3 separate regions of the Mus musculus genome follow, and all the other regions are linked to region 1. A link is a contact called in public promoter capture Hi-C data. All regions are on one chromosome and are shown on one strand. The core of a region is the stretch at or near the end of the contact, and the rest is flanking DNA. Distances in the headings are between cores, read along the strand shown.

Region 1 (2,913 bases), core at 236-2,735:
GTGATAACATTCTATGACATGATGACCTACCATCTCTAGAGATTCCAAATGAAAGTTATCCCTACTATGTCCCATCGACCTCACAGTCAGGATGAACACAGAGGGTGTGGCAACCCATCCACAAAGGTCCTAGGAATCCAGGAATCCGGACACAGAAGGCTGTTAGGTCTGTGACCTTAAATAGTGTTAACATTCACTAACTGGAATGGTGAGGATGCATATGCACTAAGTCTCAACCCCCGAAGTTCTACACGTGTCCTCATCCCCACCACACACACACACAAAGAGAGAGAGAGGGAGGGAGGGAGGAGAGAGAGAGAGAGAGAGAGAGAGAGAGAGAGAGAGAGAGAGAGAGAGAGAGAAGAGAGAGGAGAGAGGAGAGAGAGAGGAGAGATGCTTCCATGTATAAAAATCTCCCATTCTCACTAGATATTTGAGAACCTAGCACAGCAGATTGTTTGTGAAAGCCTTATAAAGCCCATCAGCCACCCAAGATCTGATTCCCAGGGACCTAAGCAAGCAGAGCCAGGAACCTTGCCATACCTGTCCTGTGTTCAAATATGTGTTCAGATTCCGGGAGGAATCTGTTTCTGCTCGTCTGTTGGTCGACCTAGCAGGGAAGGTCTAGAGACTTGCAAGTGACGGTCTCTAACGAGTACAACTAATAGGATTTTTGTACGTGGATCATTTACCATTTCTGTTGTCTCATTTGAGAAAACACTTGTTTCTCCTGCCATAACTTAACAGGTGAAAGTCTGACTAACTTATGCTCCCTCGGGTTAATGTTTATGGCCACTATCTGGCTATACAGCTTTCATGAACAAACTGTATGACCCTCATTACACCTACCCGGCTGTGACTGCATGTGTTCTTGGCTGGGACACTTGGAACACTTGCCATCCAAACTGTTGACCACAACGGTTAGATTTGCCACTTTGTTGTCCACGTAGTTCTCAATGTTGTTCATATTTACCAGATGGAGCGTCTCCAGGCGCCCCTGCAGCCCCTGGATCTGGTCCTTTGCATTCTTCAGCTCTGAGGACAGCTTGTTCACCTGACTCTCCAGTTCCTGGACTCTACTGTCCTCGGCTGTCTCTGCTCCATTCCCTCCATTCCCGCCGGGATCTCGATGGTCGTCAGCCTGCAACTTACAGTCCTGGCAGGATTTCTTCAGACTGTCCACTGCTTCCTTGAGGGTCCGCACTTCTTTGAGCACCTCCTCCATGCTGCCAAGCTGCCGCGGGAGCTGGATGGTCAGCGTGGGCAGGGTGAGCTGGAAGGGGCACTGGCTCCCCTCGCACCTCCCGCTGCCCTCCAGCCTCGCGGGGCAGGCAGCCTGGGCGCTGGCATCCTCCAGCCCCTCAGTCAGGTTGTGCTCCTCCACCGCTCGGCAGGCAGCGAGGACGGCAGAACTCAGCCACAACCAACCAGGAAGCCTCATCCTTGCAGTGCGGCAGCCCAGCCTGACCAGGCGCTTTAATAGCCACCGCCGCCTGACTCAGGCGTTCTGAGTTCCCAGAAAAGGGCGGGCGCATTTGCATCACAGTCTCAGACGCCACACAGGAGGAGAGGGTCCTCAGCAAGCGCAGCCAGCCAAATGCTGTCATCTCCTGTCAGTCAAAACTATGCACAATAGAATGCCTGCCGTGGGTGCCACGCATTGTATTCAAGATTCACCGTCTGGGTTTTTAGTAAAGCACAAGGAAAGTCTTTTGTTTAAAAAACAGTTGTAATACCAGTGCCCAAAAGATACCATATTATATACTTGGTCCACTAGTGGGGAAAGAGTTGGAACGTCTAAATGTCTGTGAGCTTCTTCCCACTAAATGTCACCAAAATGGAAATGATTCTGTTTCCTCCCTAGTTTGGGAACCTGTTTTCTTTTTGAAGGCTAGACTTTGTGTGAACTCTTAAGTACTTAAAATTGCCCCTAATCAGAACAAAGGTCCGCTCTTTAAATGGATTCTCTGTGTGTGTCTCTCATCTGTTTGTAAAAGGGAAGAGAACTGGCAGAGAATACGGCTGTTTTCTCCTGACTGTGCAGGCTATGTAATCGTCAGTGGTTAAAACACTTGGAAGCACGTCACTCACACATCACAGGCAGTGGCTGTCCTTCCCCATCACTCAGCTCAGGAGCTGGGGGTCTCTCTTAAGTTCATTGTGCATACTGACCTCATAAGGTTTCTTATTAAAAGGGATTTTATTACTTAAAAATTATTTCAGCGTAACTGACACAGATAAACCCAAATTCTTTCTCTGTACTAGTTAAAGGCACTCTGTAATCTATCTCTTATTTATTTAGACTGGGTCTCAAGTAGCTCAGGCTGGCCTTGAACTCCTGATCTCTCTGCCTCTCCCTCCTAAACACAGAGATCACAGGTGTGTACCACCATGTCCAGTTCTCATATTTATATCTCTAACCAGATTTCCCAAGACTTTTCTCTACTGCCTCTTAATTCTAACTGAACTACTCTCTTCAAATTCTCAGAGCAGGGCAGGCAGGCGCACTTTCTATCTGAGAAGTCTGGAATGTTGGCCCTGGCACTGTCTCCAACTGGACATAACACGTATTGGCTTTGCTGAGCCTTCATGCCTGTTACCAGTGCACAAGGAATTTGAATATTTTTTTTCTCCTATAGAAATAACCTATACAGACTGAATGTGCAAAGGGGAAATGTGTGTATGAAGAATTTGTCAGACACGCCTTATGCCTTGTCTTACCGCACTCTCGGGCTCCTACTTTCCCTTCTCATTCCATCCCATGATATCCAAACCGATGTTAGACCCCATTTCACCCTGCCCTCCTTATCCTCTCTCAGGCCAAGGCACTGCCTTGATGTAAGGGAGAAGTGAATAGATGGGTAATTTCAAAGAGAGGAAGAATGACAGATTTAAGTTGTCTCGAAAAGTGGA
Region 2 (2,913 bases), core at 157-2,656, 190 kb after region 1:
AAATATTCAGACCTCCGAGGTACTCAGATGAAGAATCATGAGGTGCATACACACAAGCCCTCAACAGTCCTGCTACTGCTCACTTTGTAGCTGGATAATATATACATGGTTTCCTTTTAAATTACTATTTAGAGATGTTAAAGTATTTATGTTACTGTTTTGATTTTTTGTGAATATTTTCTCATTTTGTTTCAGGAGAAACCATACTCCCAAAGTTCAACACAGCACCAAGAGTAGGCACAATAATGAAACCTGGCCTCTTCCCCCTCAAGCTGTTGTTGACTCCATTTCCATCCTACAGCCACCTGTAGGGGAGGGGAGGGGAGGGGAGGGGAGGGGAGGGGAGAGGAGAGAAAAAAGAAAAGAAAAGAAAAGAAAAGAAAAGAAAAGAAAAGAAAAGAAAAGAAAAGAAAAGAAAAGAAAAACATATCTTAAATTACAGATGCTCTTCTTTTAAGTGAATCAATTCTGGGAACACACAAAAGTCATTTTCCACTTCCTCACCAGAAGAGCCTCAAGCATCAGAAACAAGTTCCAACTGACCTGGGAAGGCAGGAAGCTGAATATCCCTGCCTTGGTACTGCTTGCCGTGCAGGGGTGAGGTGAGGTGGGGTGGGGTGGGTTTAGGGGAGTGCTTGATGGCTCTTGAGCAAGCTGCTGCTTTGTCTTTAGAACCCGTGAACCCTCAGTTCCCTGCGTGCAGCCTGAAAGAGCACCCTACCCTCTCTACTCACATCTGATGGGAAATTCCCCCTAAGCCATCAGAGATACAGATTGTTCCACAGATACACAGAAAACGTCTTATTAACAAAAAGAAGAGAAAAGAAAAGAAAAAAGGTTAAACCACTGAACTCTCCTTTTTAAAAACATATTGACGCTAAGAATGGTCAGCATCCTCGCTGGGGCAAGCAATGTAATTGCTAAGATACTTAAATGGTCCTTTTTTGACCATCACGATTCATGCTGGTTAAGTCACCCTATACTTTGTCCTGATCCTAGCTGAGCCCAGGAGGCAAGCGAGAGGGAACCATCCCGCTACGCCACCTCCACCCCACCCTCCCCTCTCTGTGGTGACACATTGGGTACCACTCATTGCACAGGCTTGGGCAGCCCCAAGATGTGCCCGCAGGGACGGTGCCCCCTCAACCCAGAGCCTCTATGGGACTTCGGGTGACCAGCCCCGGCCGCCCCCTCCAGGACCCGCGTCCAGCACCTGCTCTGTCTCCTTCGTCCGTTGTCGCCGCCTGTGTGAGCAGACTCGGGAGCACGTCCTCCAGCACATCGAAGTGAGTGACCAGCCGCAGAGCCATGGCTCCCAAGCAGCAGCGGCGGGCATTCCGGGCGGGCTTACACCTCTCAGCCTACAACCACCTCTCCTTCCTCCCCGCCTCCCCAGGCTGCTTTCGGTTCAGGGTTCTGGGCGGTCCAGCCCCGAGGATCCCGAGCACCGCCCCTTCCAGGCCTACGCCGGGGAGCACTTCTCCCTACCCCAGAGACAACGCCTCCCCTGCCGCTGGCGCTGGCAGGGAACTGTGGCAGGGCCCGAAGGGGTGACAAAGCCAGCAGCTTCCAGACTGGACTTGGGGACAGCCGTGCGAAGCGGAGGGCAGGTTTTCTTTAGTCCCAGGTCATTCCCCCACGCAGCCACTTAGCTAGGGCCAGGTCACCTGAGGAGACTCGAGGTTACACAAAGGCAGCTGGCATACGGGCCAATTCTCCTTAGCTCTGCTGCACAGGGTGATGTTTCAGCTATAGTGTTTAGGTAATAAACAGCAGCAGGGAGTGGGTAAACTACAGGGTGCTGTTAAATGACACTAAGGACGGTTAGCTTAGCACAGTCTGGGTTCTCTTTACCTTTCAGTCATGCTTGAGGAAGCTGGCTTGTCCGCAAGTGGCCTCCCACGAGGTTTGTCTATAGGCACGTTCATTCTTCTTGGGTTCCTTCCCAAGTCCATCTATTCCACTATAAGTACGCCTGGTGTTTTCGTTCTATCACTCTGGCTTACTCTGCTTGAGGAGTGCTCAATAAACTTGGCCCTGTGAGATGCCATCCGTTCTGTACAGCAACAGCAGGTAATTACTGTTGCTAAAACTGAAATAGCCTTAGCCGACATAATGTCTCATGCCTATCAGCTTTGCACTTAGGAGACTAGCTTGGAGGTCATGGCCAGCTTGGGCTAGAGAATGAGTCCTGATCTCAAAAACAAACACTCAGCCAGCTCCATATCTCAAAGCAGAACACTGCCTAGTCTTTACCCAGTGCTGGTGCCTGGTAACTAGAACTTGAACTCCCAACTAATCTGGCTATTCATACGGATTCTGGTTATTCATACCTTCCTTCTGTTCAGTGGTTCTGAACCTTCCTAATGCTGCCACCGTTTAATACACCTCATGTTTAATACACCTCATGTTTAATACACCTCATGTTTAATACACCTCATGCTTAATACACCTCATGTTTAATACACCTCATGTTTAATACACCTCATGTTTAATACACCTCATGTTTAATACACCTCATGTTTAATACACCTCATGTTGTAACCAAACAAAAATGTTTTTCACTGTTACTTCCTAATTGTAATTTTGCTACTGTTATGAATCATAATGTAAATATGTGTTTTCTGAAGGTCTTAGATAACCCCCATGAAAGAGAATACCTACCCCTTTCGAGACTCACTGGTTGAGAACCACTAACCTAGAACAATCTCCAGTTGCTCCCAGACCTGGTTCCACACAACCTCTACAGCACAGCCCACAGTGACCTTCTTAACCCAAGAGTGGCATTGCTAATGGACTTCATTTCACCTGAGGTAGACTTTTGAGATTAAAAACCAAATCTGAGTCTTGAGATAGTTCTTCTGTCCCACCAATGGCCAAACAGGGCACCGTGGAAGAAAGTATAAATATTAG
Region 3 (2,913 bases), core at 142-2,641, 170 kb before region 1:
TAGACTTGAGTTTTGATTTTAGGGCTAAATCTAACCTATGGGCAAGGGTTGCATATCTTATTTCACATTTATGTTAAGATAAACTTGCTTTGCAAGCATCAGGAGAGGTGGAGGGGCATTCTCTGCCTCCTTCTAGAGTACTCGATGGCCGCTAAGCTGTTGCAGACTCCAGACTAAGAGCGTATTGGTAGTTATTGCACAAGGAGGCAGCAAGAATCCTTACATTTTTAAAGAATGCCATGCTGAGGAGGGCTTAGAAGCTTGTCCACAGAGTGTCCTGAAAATGCCAGCCCTTACGTGGTGGAACAGACACATCCTAAACCAACCCATGCCCGCCCGGTCCCCTTTCTTCTGGAAGCTCTCATTTTGGTCATTGTGGTAATGGCATCTTTCCTGTTCCAACTCCAGTGAGATTGACAGCCTCCTGTGTAATTTTTATTTGTCTCAAGTGTTGCCCACTTAGCTACTCGATGTTCTTAGCCTATGTTTAACTCCTGAGTACATATCAGTCTGAACCGTTATTTTTAATTATCCTAAGGACATCATTACTCACAAAGCCATGCACGTTGAAATCTCTGGCTTTTAAATCATTTTTTTAATCAGACCCATTTTTTATTTGTCTCAAGTGTTGCCCACTTAGCTTGCTGCGTAAGGTTTTGTCTTCTTTCTGCCCTGATTCCTCACCATGATGGAACAGCTACTTTCCATAAAATGCTTATGAAATGTTTATCTTTCTCAACAGTTCATGTAGTAGTTTGGCAAAGGTAAGAGCTAAAAACTAGAGAGTAAACTCTAACTTGGGTTTCAGCAACAGACTTTCAAATAATATGCATGCAAGACTCCACCCACCCTCCAGCCAAGAAAAGTGTTACCCCATCAAGTTTCATGGAATCCTCCCAGATAGCCTTTCTTTCCCTTTGACATGCAGCCATGCATTATCTTCTCTATCACTGACACCCCCTTCACGTAACAGCAAGAGAGACTGCAGCTGTAAAACTGCCGAACATCTGCAAGCAGAGTGCACGATGAATACAGCTTTCGGTCTCTTTGTCATAGTGGCTCAAGAAAGACTTGAGAAAAGCTAAGTATTTGACTCTCCTTCCTCCCCTCTCTGCCCCATCGCCCCAGGTACTTCCACAACTTACAGAACCTCAGTCTGGCTTACTGCCGAAAGTTCACCGACAAAGGCTTACAGTACCTGAACTTGGGGAACGGATGCCACAAGCTCATCTATCTGGACCTTTCCGGCTGCACCCAGGTTTGCCTCCCAGTCTCAGTCTTCTCTGTCCTGCAGCAGGCGAGGACGTCCTCCCGAGAGCCAGCTGCATCCAGCCCTCATGTTGCACTAATGCTGTGCGTGGAGCACAGAACACTCTGCTGAGGTTTTAAATTACATGGCCACAGCTGCTTCAATTTTCTCCAGGATTGCTACTATAGGCGCCTGGCTTCTGTCCACAGGCGCGTCACATCAACAAACAGGCAGAGCTCATTGGATGATGAAACGGACCACTTCTGAGAACAGTTTGAGGGCAGAGTCCAAATCTCCAAAACTTTATAGAGCCACTAAGATACAAACAAATGGGGTGGGATACACAGGATTCCTGACAAGGCAGTTAGGTCCCCCGTGGGCTTTTCTCTGGGTAAAATGCTACAAGCAATAAATGTGAGAAATAGAAGTCCCACATAAAGGACCGTAAATGTTTAAAACTGCATTACATACATATCCTAAATATTACAAAGATGTGAGATTCGGGTGGGAAACTGTTTGAAGATGAAGGGACAGGGATTGGGGAAGTTGGGCAGGCAGTCATGTGAAATATATGGCATTCAGATGCACTCGCTACTTCTTCCACAGTTCCTTCTGCTATCTATAGTTTCCATAGACTTAAGCTATCCTTCCTGTGACCAATTTTCTCCCATTTCTTCGTGTCTCAATATTGATGTCTTCAGTAGTATACTATGTTCTTCATAATGCCACACAGGTGAGAGCTGGTTAAAATAAATGTCTAACCACAACCAGCTAGCTGTAGTTGCCAATGATTGAGCTGTTTTTGTGTTAGGTGAGACATCACTCTTTATACAGTGGATTCCTTGTGAGGGTTTTGTGCCCATTTACCAAAGTTCCAAGTGGTAGAATAAACCGGCCAGTTTTGCCTAGAAGCCTATGGTGTAGGTCACATGATAAGCACCTGGAGGCGGACACCACGGGGCAAGGAATTCTTATGCAGCTGCACTGTTCCCTGAACATGACTTCCTAGTGTTCTAGGTATGAGAGGTGAGAAGAGAAGACTTGTCTAAGGTTGAAATAAATGTACAGAATGGATACTTCCGTGAACTAGCGTGCAGACGTGCATTAGTACCAACCAGGACTTAAGTTGGAAGTACCCTTGTTTTCCTCATTGTGGCTGGATTTCTGATAGCTTTTTGACCTTGGCCATCTGATGTCTCTAAAGTACTTATTAAGAAAACCTGGGACTGTAGGAATTGTACATTCTTTCTCTGCTTTCCGTTGAGAGCAGCTGCTTTAAAAAGCTTTGTTATGGTTTTACAGCCTAGGAATGTCTTTCTCCCAGATCTGGGAGCTGTCCCTTTGACACAATCTCATCAAAGAGGATAGTGTCTCATCTGTGGGAGGGTAGAACACTACCTCAGATGAGACCCTAGGAAACACAGACCCCCCCTACCACAGAGAAAAGTGTTTCTAAGTACAGAGAGAAATTTGTGTGCTCAAAAAATTCCTCCAGCCAAACTTGCTAACTGTAAGTGTTTTAGCACTTTCCCTGCATCTCACCTTAAACAGTCTCCCACAGTAGGCCTTATGTTGTGTACATGCATATTGTGGCCACAACACACATAAACTTGTCTATGCACACACACAAACACATTCATGCCGCCCCACGTACACACATGAAC

Evidence for each region. Promoter capture Hi-C pulls out the DNA fragments that hold promoters and counts their contacts. Capture Hi-C pulls out chosen DNA fragments and counts their contacts.
Region 2: a contact with region 1 is called in a promoter capture Hi-C map of liver. The contact joins the promoter of Gsap here to the promoter of Fgl2 in region 1. A contact is called at or near these places in 1 of 115 datasets of contacts at active chromatin or transcription factors (effector CD8 T cells) and 1 of 9 other capture datasets (liver).
Region 3: a promoter capture Hi-C map of neural stem cells shows a contact between it and region 1. The contact joins the promoter of Lrrc17 here to the promoter of Fgl2 in region 1. A contact is called at or near these places in 4 of 39 promoter capture datasets (the C10 cell line, embryonic stem cells, neural stem cells and 1 more), 1 of 484 Hi-C or Micro-C datasets (uterus), 1 of 115 datasets of contacts at active chromatin or transcription factors (embryonic stem cells) and 2 of 9 other capture datasets (adipose tissue and liver).

The regions. Positions count from the first base shown.
Region 1 is chr5:21,371,245-21,374,157 of GRCm38.p6, reverse strand. It overlaps Fgl2 (fibrinogen-like protein 2), which reads right to left and starts at 1,485. Exons shown (of 2, transcript NM_008013.4): 1 at 850-1,485. The coding sequence starts at 1,441. All of the region lies in intron 2 of Ccdc146 (coiled-coil domain containing 146), which reads left to right.
Region 2 is chr5:21,184,760-21,187,672 of GRCm38.p6, reverse strand. It overlaps Gsap (gamma-secretase activating protein), which reads right to left and starts at 1,406. Exons shown (of 31, transcript NM_175437.3): 1 at 1,214-1,406. The coding sequence starts at 1,310.
Region 3 is chr5:21,542,005-21,544,917 of GRCm38.p6, reverse strand. Lrrc17 (leucine rich repeat containing 17) reads right to left here and starts at 1,391. Exons shown (of 4, transcript NM_028977.1): 1 at 1,199-1,391. It overlaps Fbxl13 (F-box and leucine-rich repeat protein 13), which reads left to right. Exons shown (of 21, transcript NM_001199632.1): 12 at 1,129-1,258.